2 separate regions of the Mus musculus genome follow, and region 2 is linked to region 1. A link is a contact called in public Hi-C data. All regions are on one chromosome and are shown on one strand. Each heading gives the region's core, a stretch centred on a gene start, on an enhancer-like site or on the middle of the called end of the contact. The rest is flanking DNA. Distances are from core to core; before and after follow the strand shown.

Region 1 (6,805 bases), core at 3,407-5,906:
TACAGCAGACCCTGGGTTGAAAACAGTGAGCAGGAAGATCACAGGTCCTAGGCTATTCCGAGTTTGGCAACTAGGAAACTTTGTTCATTCTGTTGTTGTTGTTTTGTTTTTTGGGTTATTTTTTGTTGTTGTTTTTGTTGTGTTTAAGTAAATTTATCTTTGGAGTTTACATATAGCTTATACCTGAAAGAACATAGCTTCTTTTCTCGAGTGTGGAAAACGCTGGTCTCTGAAGATCTGTGAGATACCCACCTGTCCTTTCAGTCCCAAGAACAAAATAATACCAAAATGATCTAAGTGGAAGGTACACATTATTTTATGAGATATACATATCCTTGGAGTTAAAAGTGAAAAAAAAAGTTGAAATTTAATTTCTGAGGTTTAAATCCCCAGGTTTGGACTGTACTCTATAAGCAGCGTAATCGCACTTTTAGCCATTGGTCAGAATGGACCTGCCCATAGTAGGTCCTTGAATAGTACTTTTAAAGTGAACACACATGGCCATCTTCGAGCTGGCTGGAAAGAGAACAAGAAGTGTGCATCCTTACGATGATGAGATGGATGGCTTGGTGTGTAAAGCTGTGCTCTGCAAGCATGAGGGCCTGAGCTCGGATCCCAAGCAACCATGGAAAGTCAAGTGTGTGATGAACACCACTACTGGGGCTATCAGAACAAAGAGATAAATCTCAGGGTCTTGTTGACCAACTGGTTTAGCTGAAATGGTGGTCTGCAGATGAGTGGGAGACTGTCTCAAAACATATGGCAAAGAGCAATAGAGGCAGATAGCAAGCATGGATCTCTGACCTCTATGTATACACACAGAGACACACACACATGTATACAACACACACGTACACACACACACTTCTCAGACCACATTGGTTGATTGAACTCTGCCTATTTCCAACATGCATAATACCACATCCCAAGAGCTCCCTACATAGGAAGGCAGGAGTATTGGTACCAAAGTCCAGAAGCTTGGACAAGCTTATGCTCTCCTGTCTCCTGAACAGCTGGACTGTGTATTCTTTTCTAATGAGCTCATCCCAGGAGTGTTGCTGTATTCTTTGGACTTAGGTTTAGAGCATGCATGTCTTTTCATCAGTCTTTCATTGTATCTGAGCTATTTTGACCCCCTGTGGAGTTATTGTTGAGACAGAAGGGAGGAAGGGAGCCATCAGTTTTTGTTTTTTGTTTTTTTTTTTCTACACCAAGAAAAAAACCCTACCTAAAACCACTTTCAGGATTAAAATGCTCTTTATTTCAAGAGCCCCAATAGCTTTAAATGTCATGTAAAGTCCAAAGCCAATGAGACAGCTAGGTAAACAGTGGGGAAAGGGGCTCTTTGGCACAAGATGGCTGCCTGCATGTTTTAGCTTGTGTAGGGAGTCAGGCAGGCTGGCAGCGGATGTGTTTAGTCACACGGCTGTTTCCTGGCTTTTTAACGGAAGGAAATAAATGTCATGATTTCTTCAGGTGGCTTCTTCAGAAATTGCTTTTAGGTAAGGGATGTCCTTACTGTCTTAGATAAACCGCCTGGCCCAAAGGGGGAATCGATTTGTTTTGTCACTGGCCAAGTTAAATCGTACTTGATTTGAGATGGTGTGTGTGGTTTACAAGTTGGGGAGTTCCCCCCTCGTTTTCCTCCCATTTCCTTTAGGCGGAAAAGAGAATAAAATAACTTTGTTCAGCAAGTGGCGTTCAGCACTGACATCTTTGGTGGTGATGATAAATGGATCTGAGATACAGAATAACTGCTCCAGCAAGGTCCATTGAGCAGAATGGAGAGCAGTGCCCTCCTCAATGTCATTGTGTGTGATGTATTCAATGACTGCCACTTGCTGCTTAAGAATGCATCCCATCACTGGCTACCCAGCCCCGGTTCCTACAGGCCGAACAAGGCCGCAGACCTTCATTTATTTGAAAATCGGAACAGAGTCTTAAAACACACCAAGATTTCCAGAATTAAAAAAACGAGGCAGGCTTGCTTACAAGAAAATGAAATAAAAGTCATAATCCCATTCTTTTGGTGTTTTGTTTATTGACGACATTTTCATCTGTGCTCCATGTGCTGCTAGGAATTTTTTTTTATTGACTTTACTTATTTATCTGTTTTGTGTGCCTGTTTGTGTGTGCACGGAGACACGTGTTTGTGTACGTGTGTTCTTGTGCATGTGCATGCAACATTAATGTCAGAGGACAATTTGGGGGAAATGGTTCTCTCCTACCATGTCATTTCCAGAATGGAACTCAGGCCGTCAGGCTTGGCAGCAAGTGACTGCTGAGCAATCATGCAGGTCTTTTAAATTATAAATGACAGAATGGATGGACGGATGGATGGACGGATGGATGGATGGATGGATGGACGGATGGATAAATATAAATCTTTTTTGATGCACCTACTTGTAATCTGCCAAGTGTAGTCAAACAAACTTCCCAGTGTATTATGCAGCCATATTACTGTATCCGATACCACCCCTCCCACCCCCCACCACCCTCCCCCACCCCCCTTTAGGTCTCCTGTCTTGTTAATTACACTTTACCTAGAATCAAACACACAATTGGAATATGTCTTTGTTAGGGTTACCCCTACTGCGATGAACCACCATGACTAAAAGTAACTTGAAAAGGAAAGGGTTTATTTGGCTTAAATATTCATATCACCTTCGTCATCAAAGGAAATTAGTACAAAAACTCAAACAGGACTCAAACAGAATCTGAAGGCAGGAGCTGATGCAGAGCCCATGGATGGGTGCTGCATACTGGCTTGCTCTTTATGGCTTGTTCAGCCTGCTTTTTTATAGTACCCGGGACCCTTAGTCCAGGCTTAGCACCAACTACAATGGGCTGGTGCCTCCCCCACCAATCACTAATTTTAAAAATGCCCCTCCAGGTTTGCCTGCGGCCTGATTTTAGGAAGCCATTTTCTCAGTGGAGCTCCCTCCTCTCTGGTGGCTCTAGCTTGTATCAAGTTGACATAAAACTTATCGAAATAATTGAACACCAAGTGTGTTTCAGGGTCTGGGGGTAAAACATCAAGACAAGACCTCATTGTTCAGGAAAGACATCTCCCATGGCTAAAGCCAAAATGTAGCTGTTCAGAAAGTGGAAACAGAGCTTTGCATTGCTTTAAGAGACCATTTAAGTTGAAGCTCGAAGAAGACATTCTCAGGTAGAGGGTATAGCTAACTACACTGATGGTCAGGCATGAGGATGCGGCTAGAGCATGCCTGAGTATGGCTGGAGCCAGGGACGTGTTAGAATAGATCTTCTCAAACCCAGCCTTGCCTGTGAGCTATGTGCAGTGATTAGTAGGATGGCTTGTTGTAAGCATTAGGAACCTTACAGAGACATCATTAGCATCACCTTATCTCTTAAATCTAATACAAATTTTAATGTGTTGTTTTTGCTTTTGTCTTTTGAGACAGCACCTCTATCTAGGTAGGCTTGGCTCTCCAGAAACTCATCATGTAGCCCACATTGGTCTGTAACTCATAAAGAGCACCTTGCTTCTTCCTCCCACGCGCTTAGATTTTAAGCCTGCACCACCATGCCCTGCTTGTTTTCCTAGTGAATTTTTCTGTTAATTTATTTTTTATTAAAATGTTCAGGGGTTGCGAGTGTAGCTCAGTTGGACGAGCATTTGCCCGGCATACAAGAAGCTCTAGGTTCTGATCCCAGCAGTACATTCATTGAATGAATAAAGTAATGACTGGCACAGGCCAGTCATCCCAAAACTAGAGAGGCTAAGGCTAGAAGATCGTGAGTCCATCCACGGTCATGGAGCAGACTGCAGACATGAGTCCTTGTCTCGAGCAAATTAGATAAATAAATAAATGAATAAATAAATAAGCAAGCAAGCATACAGCATACATCACCACACCAAGCTCTTATGCGCTAGTTGAAACAGGAGGGCTTGGTACCTCTCTAACTCTTGACGTCCAGCTTATGAAAGGACAGGCAAGTTACATTAGAATGGTAGCCATGTTGGGGTGGCAGAGGCTGTGTCTGAATTTTTTTTTTCTTCCTATTTCTGCATTCAAAGCCTATGGTGTTCACTGCAGGCCTCCAGTTTGACTCATCAAATATGGTGGTTTAAATTCTGTCTGAGCCTGAGGGCCGAGCAACTGCGATTCTTCTTTCCCTCCACTTCTCGCTACTAAGATGGAAGAAACTATTTCCACTTCTCTCTCAGGGCTTTGAATCCTTGTCATGGAGAACACGCCGGCACCTTGAGCTCCCATTTGGTGGGCAAACTGTTTGCTAATAAACCAAGACAGGACCCTGATGTCAAAATGCTTAAGATGGAGAATCAGCTGGGACCGGTTTCTGAGCCTGACATGCCTTTTCCATCTCCCTGCCTCCTCCAGAACATAAACCTGAACCAGGAGGTGGTTCAGCGTGAACTCTTATAAATTGGAGTGGGTGTCTAGGGACAGGGGAAGCAGACAGTTCTTCCTTTAACCTTTGAAGACCAACAACCATCTGGCCCAGAAAAAAATCCACAGCGGGTTGAACCCAGGGTGTGAAAGCTGGGCAGTGTATTTAATGTGAATTTGAGACCATGACTTCTTCCCACCCCGACTCCATAAAACAGCCTCCCTTTTTCATAAAGCATGCCTATAAACCACTGCTGGCGAGGCAGAAAGACCGCTCAGGACCCCAGCTCACTTTCCATCTGGGGCTGTCAACAAACCCCCTTTATGAGTGGAATAGACCTCTTGTATGCAGCCAGCTTCTGGCTTTCTCTCTCTCTCTCTCTCTCTCTCTCTCTCTCTCTCTCTCTCTCTCTCTCTCTCTCTCTCTCTCTCTCTCTCTGTTTTGTTTTTTTTCCTGCAGAGTGTGTGAGGAGCCAGGCCGGGCAAGCGTCAGGAGCTGTTTGCTGAACGCATTTATTGCCTTTGCATAATTTATGAGCTGGAGGCGTTGACCGCCATTGCTCTCTGCCAGGGGCTGGCACTGGAGGCTCCAGAGAGTGGAGCTGTAAATTGGATGGTGAGCTCCTGCTGAGCCCACAGCAAAGTCCCTGGGTCAGTATGGGAATTTAATACCAGAAATGGAACTGTTTTCTCAGCGCACCATGTGGGCCCCTGGTGCTGCAGACAGTGTTTTGGCAGACTCTGGCTGGCCTTGCGAGGGGCCTGTCACTCATGAGTGTGGCGCGTGGGGAGCCCCGGCATTTGTAATCAGCTTGGCATCCGCGTGGCTTCCATAATGGATACCAGTAGGTCTCAGTTCCTCACCATATGCTTAACTCTGGAGGCAAGGTGCTTCTGGGTATATCAGTAATTACTTGATGCAGAATTAAGTGGACCTTGAAATTAGTACTGGACTCTCCTAAAGCAGGGAAGCTTAATGCTTTGATAGGAATAACCATTTGCAGAGACTTACCGCTGTTTGGATCGGGGCAGGAGAGGGAGCTTCCCCCACTTTTCCGACTCCTTCTCCTGAGCATAGACCCTGGAGGATGGAGGGAAACGTGTCGCTCCAGCCTCCGCTGTCATTACCTCATATGGATGGTGGTGAACATCTGGGAAAGAGCAGGCATGACAGAAGGCACCACTCTGGGCTGGGGAATGTAGCTCAGTTGTAGAGTTTCCCATCATACACAAGGCCCTGGGTTTACATCCCCCAGCAATTGAAAGTAAAAGAAAAATAAATAAATAAAAGACTCCTCTTTTCCCTACCCTCCTCCATCAGGCTGTGTTAGCCTTGAAAGTATACTTGAGAGAACACAGTCTGTCTACCCCCACCCCACCCCCCACATCCATGCGTAGTTCTAGACCTTCAGGGTCTTCATCTCACACACTCTCCTCCTCAGATCATCTGATATGATAGAGAAACCAGTCATGGATTGGGCAAAAGACAGCAAATGCAGGCAGACTGATGTAGGAAGCCAGGTTGGAAACGATGCCCTTGGACTTGATGAAGTTGCTGTCACTCACTCTGATAATGCTGGATCACCAAGGAGGCGGAAGGAGAGGTAGAGTCATAGCCCTCACAATTGTCACTCCAGGGTAGTAGAGATGGGAGGATCAGCAATTCAAGGCCATCCATGCCCAAGCAGCAGGTTCAGAGCCAGCCTGGAGCGTGTGTGTGTGTGTGTGTGTGTGTGTGTGTGTGTGTGTGTGTGTGTTAATGCAACGTACTTACTATGGTACAATGGTCCATACTATGCAGTGGTCTCCATACACAACCCCATTTGGATGAAGATTTTATTACCATCTCTTTGTAGCTGAAACAGTAGTAACTTGTTTTCTTAACAACAACAGGAGTCCATTCCGGCATGGGTTCAGTGGCTCAGTGAAACCAGTCTTTTCTTCTGTTGGCCTCTCCATCTTGTTTGGCAGTGAGGCTTTTGGAGTTGCTTAAACCACACTCTACAAAATGGCTGCTGCAGATGCTCAAATCATGAGCTCATCTAGTCAGACTCGAAGACGAAAATAGGACCTGCCTGCCACTGAGAGTTTTTTTTTTAATCTTTATTATTATTGTATGCTTGCGTATATGGTGTGTGTGAGAGTATGTATAAGACTGTATGTGTGTACATATCTGTGTATAGGTTGTGTCTGTGTGTGGGTATATGAGTGTGTGTGAGTGTGCCTATGTGGGGGAGTTTTTATGTGAATGTGTGGCTGGATGTCTATGTGTATGTGTGAGTGTATCTATGTGGGGTGTGTGTGTGAGTATGTGTGTCTGTGGTAGGAGTTTGTGAGTATGTAGATGGGTGTCTGTGTGAGTATATCTATGGGGGGTGTTTGTGTGTATGTGTGTGTCTATGTGGGATGTGTCTGTGTGTGAGTAT
Region 2 (7,597 bases), core at 3,302-5,801, 2.3 Mb before region 1:
AACCACATTTGCTGCTTTTAGACAGATTCCTGGAATTCTGTGTTTGTCCTGGGGGTAGTTCTGTTTAGTGGACATGGTCTATTACATCTAAACTTGGTTTTATTTCTCGATTCTTTGCAGCTGTGACCATCCATGGCTACTTCAAGTTCTAATTATCAGATTTTATCAACATCTGGTAAGAAATAGAGCATTGCTTATTTTGGGGTGACTTCTCTGTGCTTGCTGTGTAGCCAGGGATTTCCCCAGCCACTTTCACAGTTCCTCTTGTTTCACACACTTTACACTAGGTGGCAGTGGTTCCCTACTAATAACTCAGGGACAACCTCTGGTTGCAGAGACAGCTCACTTCAGAGGTTTCTAGAAAGGGTTAAATGCCACCTTGTAGCTAGGAAGGTAGGCCAATGAATTGCAGTGTGAATTTTCCAGTAGGAACCTTCCACTGATTGTTAAGGTCCTCAGGGGGCACAGACAGCACTCCACATACAAACCTATTGTTTTTCTGAGAGAAGGTAGTAGCTCTGATCCCCAAACACAATGTAGTAACCCAAGATGTTCTCAATATATCCCCAGAGCCTGGGGGTAGGAGCTTACATGGTAGAAGGAACTCTGTAGATTTAATTACACTGAATATTGTGGAATGGATATCTTATCCAGGTTATCCAGGAAGGCTCAAAGGAAAGGAGGGGACAGGAAGATAAGACAAATGTGATGCTATGTAGTGTTGGAGGATGTGCCGTTTATACCTAAGCCACTCGGGAGAGACACTGGAACACAGGAGAGGAGGGAGACGGGGTCGGGGGAAGAGGAGGAAATGAAGAGGAGGATGAGAGAGGAGGATGAGAGAGGGGGGATGACTTGAAGATGCTGTCCTTTTGGCCCTGATGGAAAGAGTCACAAGGCTGGAAGGAAGAGGAGGAGGAAGGGGAGGAGGAGAACGAGGAGGAGAAAGTGGAGAAGGAAGAGGAGGAAAGGAGAAAGAAGAGTTGAAAACAGAGGGAGAAGATGAGGAAGAGGAGGGGAAAAAGGGGAAGAGAAGGAAGGGAGGAGGAGGAAGATGAGGAACAGAAGGAAGAGGAGGAGGAAGAAGAGGAAGAAGTGGAAGAAAAGGAGGAATTGAGGAGGAAGAAGAGAAGGAAGAGAGGAGAAGAGGAAGAAGAGAAGGATGAGAGGAAGAGGAGGAAGAGGAGGCAGAAGAGGAGGGGGAAGAGGAGACAGGAGACAATTTGGAGATGCTATCCTGCTGTCTCTGATGATGGAGGAAAAGCCTCAAGCCAAGGACTGCAGGCATCTTCTAGGATCCAGAAAAGACAAGGAAATGAATTCACTCTTAGAGTCCCCAGAAGGAGGCCAGCCCTAGTGGCCTCTTCACCTTAGAACTTCCATCCCCAGAACCATTCAAGAATCGACTTGTGTTATTTGAAGCCACGTCTTTGGGGGTTGCTCATTACAGCATCCTGAAGAAGCCAATATGCGTCCTGTCCCTTTCTCTTCCTGGTCTTTTATTCAGTGCTTGGTCCCTTTTTGTAGGTCTCAGGGGACACTGGGCTTCCCCGGGAGAGCCTCTTTATTTCCAACTGACTCCTTGGTTAGTTTGTAAGAATTACAGTGTAGTAAAATCACTTCCGTGTCTCCACAGGACCGTGGTTCTCAACCACCCTACATGCTGCAACCCTTTAATACAGTTCCTCACGGTATGGTGACCCCCAACCATAACATGATTTCGTTGCTACTTCATGACTGTAATTTTGCTACTGTTATGAGTCATAATGTAAATATCTGATATGTAGCCCCTGTGGGAGTTTTGACCTACAGGTTGAGAACTGTTGGCACAGGATGCTTGATGTTCAGTCTCTGGTTCTAACATCAGCCCCAAGAGCACACAGTTGAATTATTCAGTCTCCAGTGCCAACTACAGATCCGCACTTGGCAGGGGCTGAAAGGGTGTCTCATTTAATTCAACATTTTTGTTTTTTTTTCGGTAACACCTCATGCATCTCCATCAAGCCTTGACTTGCTAAGTAGTTGAGGCTGGGCTTGCCTCCTGCCTCAGCACCCCTCCCCCAAGTTCTGGGAGTCCTGGTGAGCACTGCTGCTCTTGGTCCTCAAGGAGTGCTTGTAAAATGCCTAACTAATCTAGCATCTCGTCCCTTCTGAGAGGCTCAGTGGCAGAGCACTTTCCAGGAAGCGAGGGGCTGAGGAGAGTGACTTCTTTGTAGTGTGCCTGCCTAGAATCTCCAAGTGAGCAGCCAGAGTGTGGCTTAGTGGAAGAGTGCCTGCTTAACCCACAGAAGGCCTGTGTTCAAGCCCTAGTACACAGACACACAGGTGGATAGAAAGACACACAGAAAAACACAGAGACAGACAGACAGACAGACACACACACAGACATGCACACACACACACACACACACACACACACACACACACACACACACACACACACTCACACACAGACACACACACACACAAACACACACACACACTCCCATACCATAGTTGGGTGGGTACATTTCTAGGGATAGGCATTCTATGAGGAGGTTGCCCTGGAATTATTAATAAAAAACTGGAAAAGGAGTATGTGGCCTTCTGGGGCCAGGGCAGAGGTTTGGAGATCTTAGTGTCTTTCCTGTGCAGGGACATCTTTGGCATTGTGTGTGTGTGTGTGTGTATGTCTGTGTATGTATGTCTGTGTACATGTATGTCTCTGTGTGAATGCATGGGTTTATATGTATGTATGTGTGCGATATGTGAGAGCATGTGTCTGCCTATCTGTCTCTCTGTGTGTATTTGTGTGTGTGTGTGTATGAGTATGTTTGTGCCTGTGAGCGTGTGTCTCCTATGGCTGCTAAGGTTTGGATCTTAAATACACACAAAGACACAGTGTTGGTGATTTTTGTTCTGAAGGGGCTGCTGTTGGGAGGTGGGGGGACCTTTAGAGATGAGGCCCAGTAGTGAATCTTTTTTTTTTAACTTATTTATTTATTATATGTAAGTACACTGTAGCTGTCTTCAGACACACCAGAAGAGGGAGTCAGATCTCATTACGCGTGGTTGTGAGCCACCATGTGGTTGCTGGGATTTGAACTTCGGACCTTCGGAAGAGCAGTCGGGTGCTCTTACCCACTGAGCCATCTCACCAGCCCCCCAGTAGTGAATCTTTATATCATTGGGATGTGCTTTTAAAGGGGACAGCTGAACTTCCCTCTCATTTTTGCCTCTTGGCCACGAGGTGAATAGCTTTACTTTGCTCTCGGACACTCCTATAGGTGGCCTCAAAAGTTCTGTCCAGGTATGGACCAGAACGGCTGCAGTTGGGAACCCAGATAAACTTTCCATTTAGAAACAACCTTGCTAACGTGGCAGAAATGAGGGCATTAGAAAGAGAGCCTCTCTTCCATCTATCAGGCCACTGGAAACAATAGACCCCAAGAAACAGGAATTTCTTCAGGAGTCTCTCACTGGGAGAAGGAAAAGGCTGGAAGCCTGGTGCCTGGCAAAGTGGAGCTTGTTTCGAGAGAGATTTCTCACTGTTCTGGTGACTTCTCAACCACTTCACTGGGCAGACTGGAGCTGAGGCAAAGCTGGGGCAGTGGCGGGTGGGTCCGAACCTAGCTCCTCCGAGAAAGGTTCAATTTCACTTTTAATTGTTTGTGTATGTGTGCGCATGCGTGTGTGTGTGTGTGTGTGTGTGTGTGTGTGTGTGTGCGCGCGCGCATCTCTCTCTCTCTCTCTCTCTCTCTCTCTCTCTCTCTCTCTCTCTGTGTGTGTGTGTGTGTGAGAGAGAGAGAGAGAGAGAGAGAGAGAGAGAGAGAGAGAGAGAGAGAGAGGGCGGCCGGCGCACGAGAGTACAGGTGGCCTCCTGAAGCTGGAAGAGAATGTCAGATCCCCTGGTGCTGGCATCATAGGGAGTTGTGAACCACCTGACATGGCTGAGGGGAAAAGAACTCTTGTCCTCCGGAAGAGCAGCAAGTGCTCTTCAGGTAGAGGCATTTTCCCACCCCCATCCCCGCGCCTCTCAGCTATTTAAATTACGCTTCACATAAGGACCCTGAAGGTGGACTCGGAAGGTGGGGTATCACTGGACTTCCGTCACCGTTCCTTGTCCCAGTGTCTTAGGTAAAACATTTGACCCATTTACATATGTGTGTGTGTGCACACGTGTGGAGGTCAGAGGATACCATGAAGCAGTCAGTTCTCTGCTTTCAACGTGTGTGTCATGGTGATTGGCCGCAGATCATCAGGCTGGGCTGAACGCTCTTTTACATGCAACATCCTCTCAAAACCCTAATTGACTTACTGAGCAAAGGTGGGTCCAGGGGCCCAGGCTCTGACCCTAATATCTCCAGTAATGGTAATGATCGCAAGTGTTTTGTTATAATGTCTGCAGCTGATAACCGCAGGTGCTCATCGGGGGCTGAGATCTTGGCCTAATAGCACTCCTCAAGGTCCTTGGGAAGATACCTGGCACATGAGAAGCCACAGGCCTAGCCTTTAAGGCTGGGCTACTCATTAGTGGGAAAGATAGCGGAGATGGCCACTAGGGGGCGCTCCGAATCCATAACAAAGTCTGCAGAGTTGCTGAACAGCTTGGAAATATCCTGGACCTCACAGTTGCCAATGTTCTGGTAGACTGGGAGGGGGAGGAAAGAGGAAGGGAAGGAAAGGAAAGGGGGAAGGGGACAGTGTAGGGGAGGGGAGAGGTGAGGTGAGGTGAGGTGAGGTGAGGTGAGGTGAGGTGAGGTGAGGTGAGGTGAAGGCTCCGTTGCCTGCTTACTTGGGCAGCAGTATCCCGTTATGGCTCAGCCTGTAGCCCATGAGCAGGGGATCTATTAGCCCATCAGTTCGGTTGGCACCTCTTGTTTTAGGGCACGATTTGGGGGATCTTCCACGTTAGCACAGTCCTGGCTTATGATCCAGGCTCCCCTCACAGTAGCTGGTGGAACACACTGATTTCAAGGCTGCAGAGGGTTCTGGGACTTGTATTTCAGGCTCGGCGAGGAACGTGAACCTTGAGAACCTGCGGTTTCTCTGTCCTTTGTAGCCCAACAAGTCAGACTATAGAGGGGGACGAGGAGACCATCATTCTTCGGTGTCAATTTCTTCCTTCCTTCCTTTCTCCTCTCTCTCTCTCTCTCTCTCTCTCTCTCTCTCTCTCTCTCTCCTCTTTCTTTCTTTCTTTCTTTCTTTCTTTCTTTCTTTCTTTCTTTCTTTCGTATTTATTTATTTATTTTAAATTAAATTTTTTTTTTTTTTTTTAGATATGATCTCTTGGAGTCCAGGCTGACCTTGAACTTGCTATGGAGCTGTCTGTGTGTGTGTGCGTGTGTTGCACCGGTTCGCGTGTGCACTTGGAGACCTGAGGGTTTCTTCCTTTGTTACTAAGAACCCAGAGCTTGCTGATTGCATCAGTATCACTGACTCTGAGAATCCCCTTTTCTGCCTCCCGAGTGCTAGGGTTATACGCAGCCTCCACTCCCACACAGCTTTTCTGTGGGTACTTGGAGGCCTGTACTCTGGTTCTCATGCCTGCGTGGCCAACGTTTTACCCACTGAGATGTCTTCCCTGCTCTCTCTCTCTCTCTCTCTCTCTCTCTCTCTCCTTCTTTCTAAAAGTCAAGTCCTGGGGACACGTGGTGCACAGCCATACATGCAGGCAAAACACCAGCACACATAAAATAAAAATAAAGGTTAAATAAACAGGGGCTAGAGAGATGGCTCAGAGATTAGGAACACTGGCTGTTCTTCCAGAAGACTCGGATTTAATTCTCAGCATCCAAATGGCAGCTGACAACTGTCTGTGACTCCAGTTCCAGGGGATCTGAAGCCCTCTTCTAGACATACGTGCAGGTAAGACATGAATGCACATGAAATAAAAATAAGTAAATCAAAAAAAAGATGCCCCCTTCAAACTCCTCTTGGGAAAGGTAGGTTCAATGATAATTTTCAAACCCATTTCAAAGACTTGGGGTAGGGCACCAAGTTCCTACTCCCCAAACGCTCTAGTTGTCCAGTACCCAGAAGGCACTTGTAAACGTGCACATTGTCTTCGTAGGGCAAGCATCAATGGGATGATGTGTTAGTTGTTTTGTGAGCCTCTAAATCCTAAGCCCTGTGTGTATCTGGTGCTTGGGCAGGAAGGAAGATTAGCCTGGGGTCTGCATAGCCTTCTGCTCTTCGCCTCTTCCCTTCCAAGCTAAACATCTTCAACTGACTTTATCTTTCAGATGAAAACCTTGGCAGAAGGAGATTTATTTGGTACCGTGAGCTTCTCTTGTAAATAGCTCCCCGGGTGCCGTGTCTACAACCCACCTGTCAGCCCTTGGAGTGGAGGAGGCTGTGTGTTATTGATCCCGACCTGTGGCTGCACCCAGCATGGTACTAGTATCTAGCAGGTATTCAATCAATGTCCTCTGCATGTAGAGATAATGAGGAGGGAAAGGAGGGTCTTATGGGGGGCTCACTGCAAGAGAGACTGCAGGATGTGGGAGGAATAGGGATCCCGGGGATAGCCTGGAGGACGAAATTAGCCAGGGATGGAGGAAGGAAAAGAGCTAGACCACGTGATATGGCAAGCACAGAATACTTGCTGCACACATGGAAGTACATATGAGAGGGGCAGTCTTCCTCTAGCTGTTGTTACTTGGGACATGGAGAATAGGGAAGAGAGGAGAGTGCCCAATTGGCCCAGGCTCCTATTCATAAGAGAGATACCCGCTTTCCCTTAGGTGTTAACTACCCCTTTCTTGGACTGAGATGAGATTTAAGAATTCCAGTGTGGCTCAGTGGTAGAGCCCCTGCCTAGAATCCCCCAGTGAGGGGCTGGGGGTGTGGCTCAGTGGTAGAGCCCCTGCCTAGAATCCCCCAGTGAGGGGCTGGGGGCGTGGCTCTGTGGTAGAGCTCCTGCCTAGAATCCCCCAGAGAGGGCTGGGGGCGTGGCTCTGTGGTAGAGCTCCTAAACAGCATTCTCAAGACCTTGGATTTGATCATCAGCACCACAATAAATAAATGAATGAATAAAAGTCAATTAAAAAATTATTGCCTTCTTTCAGGTGGCCTGTGTATTTGGTATTAGCTTCACACTAGTTCAGGAATCCCAGGACAGTCCCAGCTCTGACTCATACTGTGTTTCTCAATGTCAGGATCCTAGTCTACACTTGGGGTACAAGAGCCCTGTTTTCTGTCAGCTGGGCTGCTGCTCATATGTGTGCAGCGATTGGAAGGGACCTGGGGTCTGTGGAGCTCTTATAGTGGCATGGCTGACTGATGCTTTGTAGCTGAGCCTCTGGTGTACCGGTGCATCTGCTTTCTGGCTGAGTACACAAACCTTAAGTGCACTCACCCCACCCCCCACCCCTTGGCTTCCAGGGCTCTGCATACTGCTGTGCAGACTGAGCTCTTCACTGGGAACTGGGTCAGGATGGGTGGTACTGTGTATCTACTGCAGCCTTAGTGGGCTGAGAGGTCAGCTCCTGAGAGGGGGGTCAAGTAGAAGCCCTATGTGCATACATACATGTGTATGGTGTGTTTTCACATGCACATCTGTGCATAAATATGTGTGTCATGTGATTAGTATAGACAGATGACAAACTGCACTCAT

Evidence for each region. Hi-C and Micro-C count contacts between places; a contact is called where the count stands out from the background.
Region 2: a contact with region 1 is called in a Hi-C map of cerebellum, with 2.9 times the contacts expected there. The contact joins two enhancer-like sites. A contact is called at or near these places in 1 of 484 Hi-C or Micro-C datasets (cerebellum) and 1 of 9 other capture datasets (embryonic stem cells).

Annotation. Positions count from the first base shown.
Region 1 is chr5:131,773,667-131,780,471 of GRCm38.p6, reverse strand. All of the region lies in intron 4 of Auts2 (autism susceptibility candidate 2), which reads left to right. Among named protein-coding and RNA genes, the nearest start is that of 4930563F08Rik, 100 kb to the left of the region's middle. Within about 2 kb of position 4,656, at least 26 of the 459 cell types and tissues checked have an H3K27ac peak or open chromatin away from gene starts, as enhancers often do. A contact at or near this core is called in cerebellum, where this site is marked.
Region 2 is chr5:134,060,820-134,068,416 of GRCm38.p6, reverse strand. Gm40339 (a long non-coding RNA gene) reads left to right here. Exons shown (of 6, transcript XR_868578.3): 2 at 121-175; 3 at 5,259-5,847; 4 at 6,225-6,392. Among named protein-coding and RNA genes, the nearest start is that of Gm40340, 14 kb to the right of the region's middle. Within about 2 kb of position 4,551, at least 4 of the 459 cell types and tissues checked have an H3K27ac peak or open chromatin away from gene starts, as enhancers often do. A contact at or near this core is called in cerebellum, where this site is marked.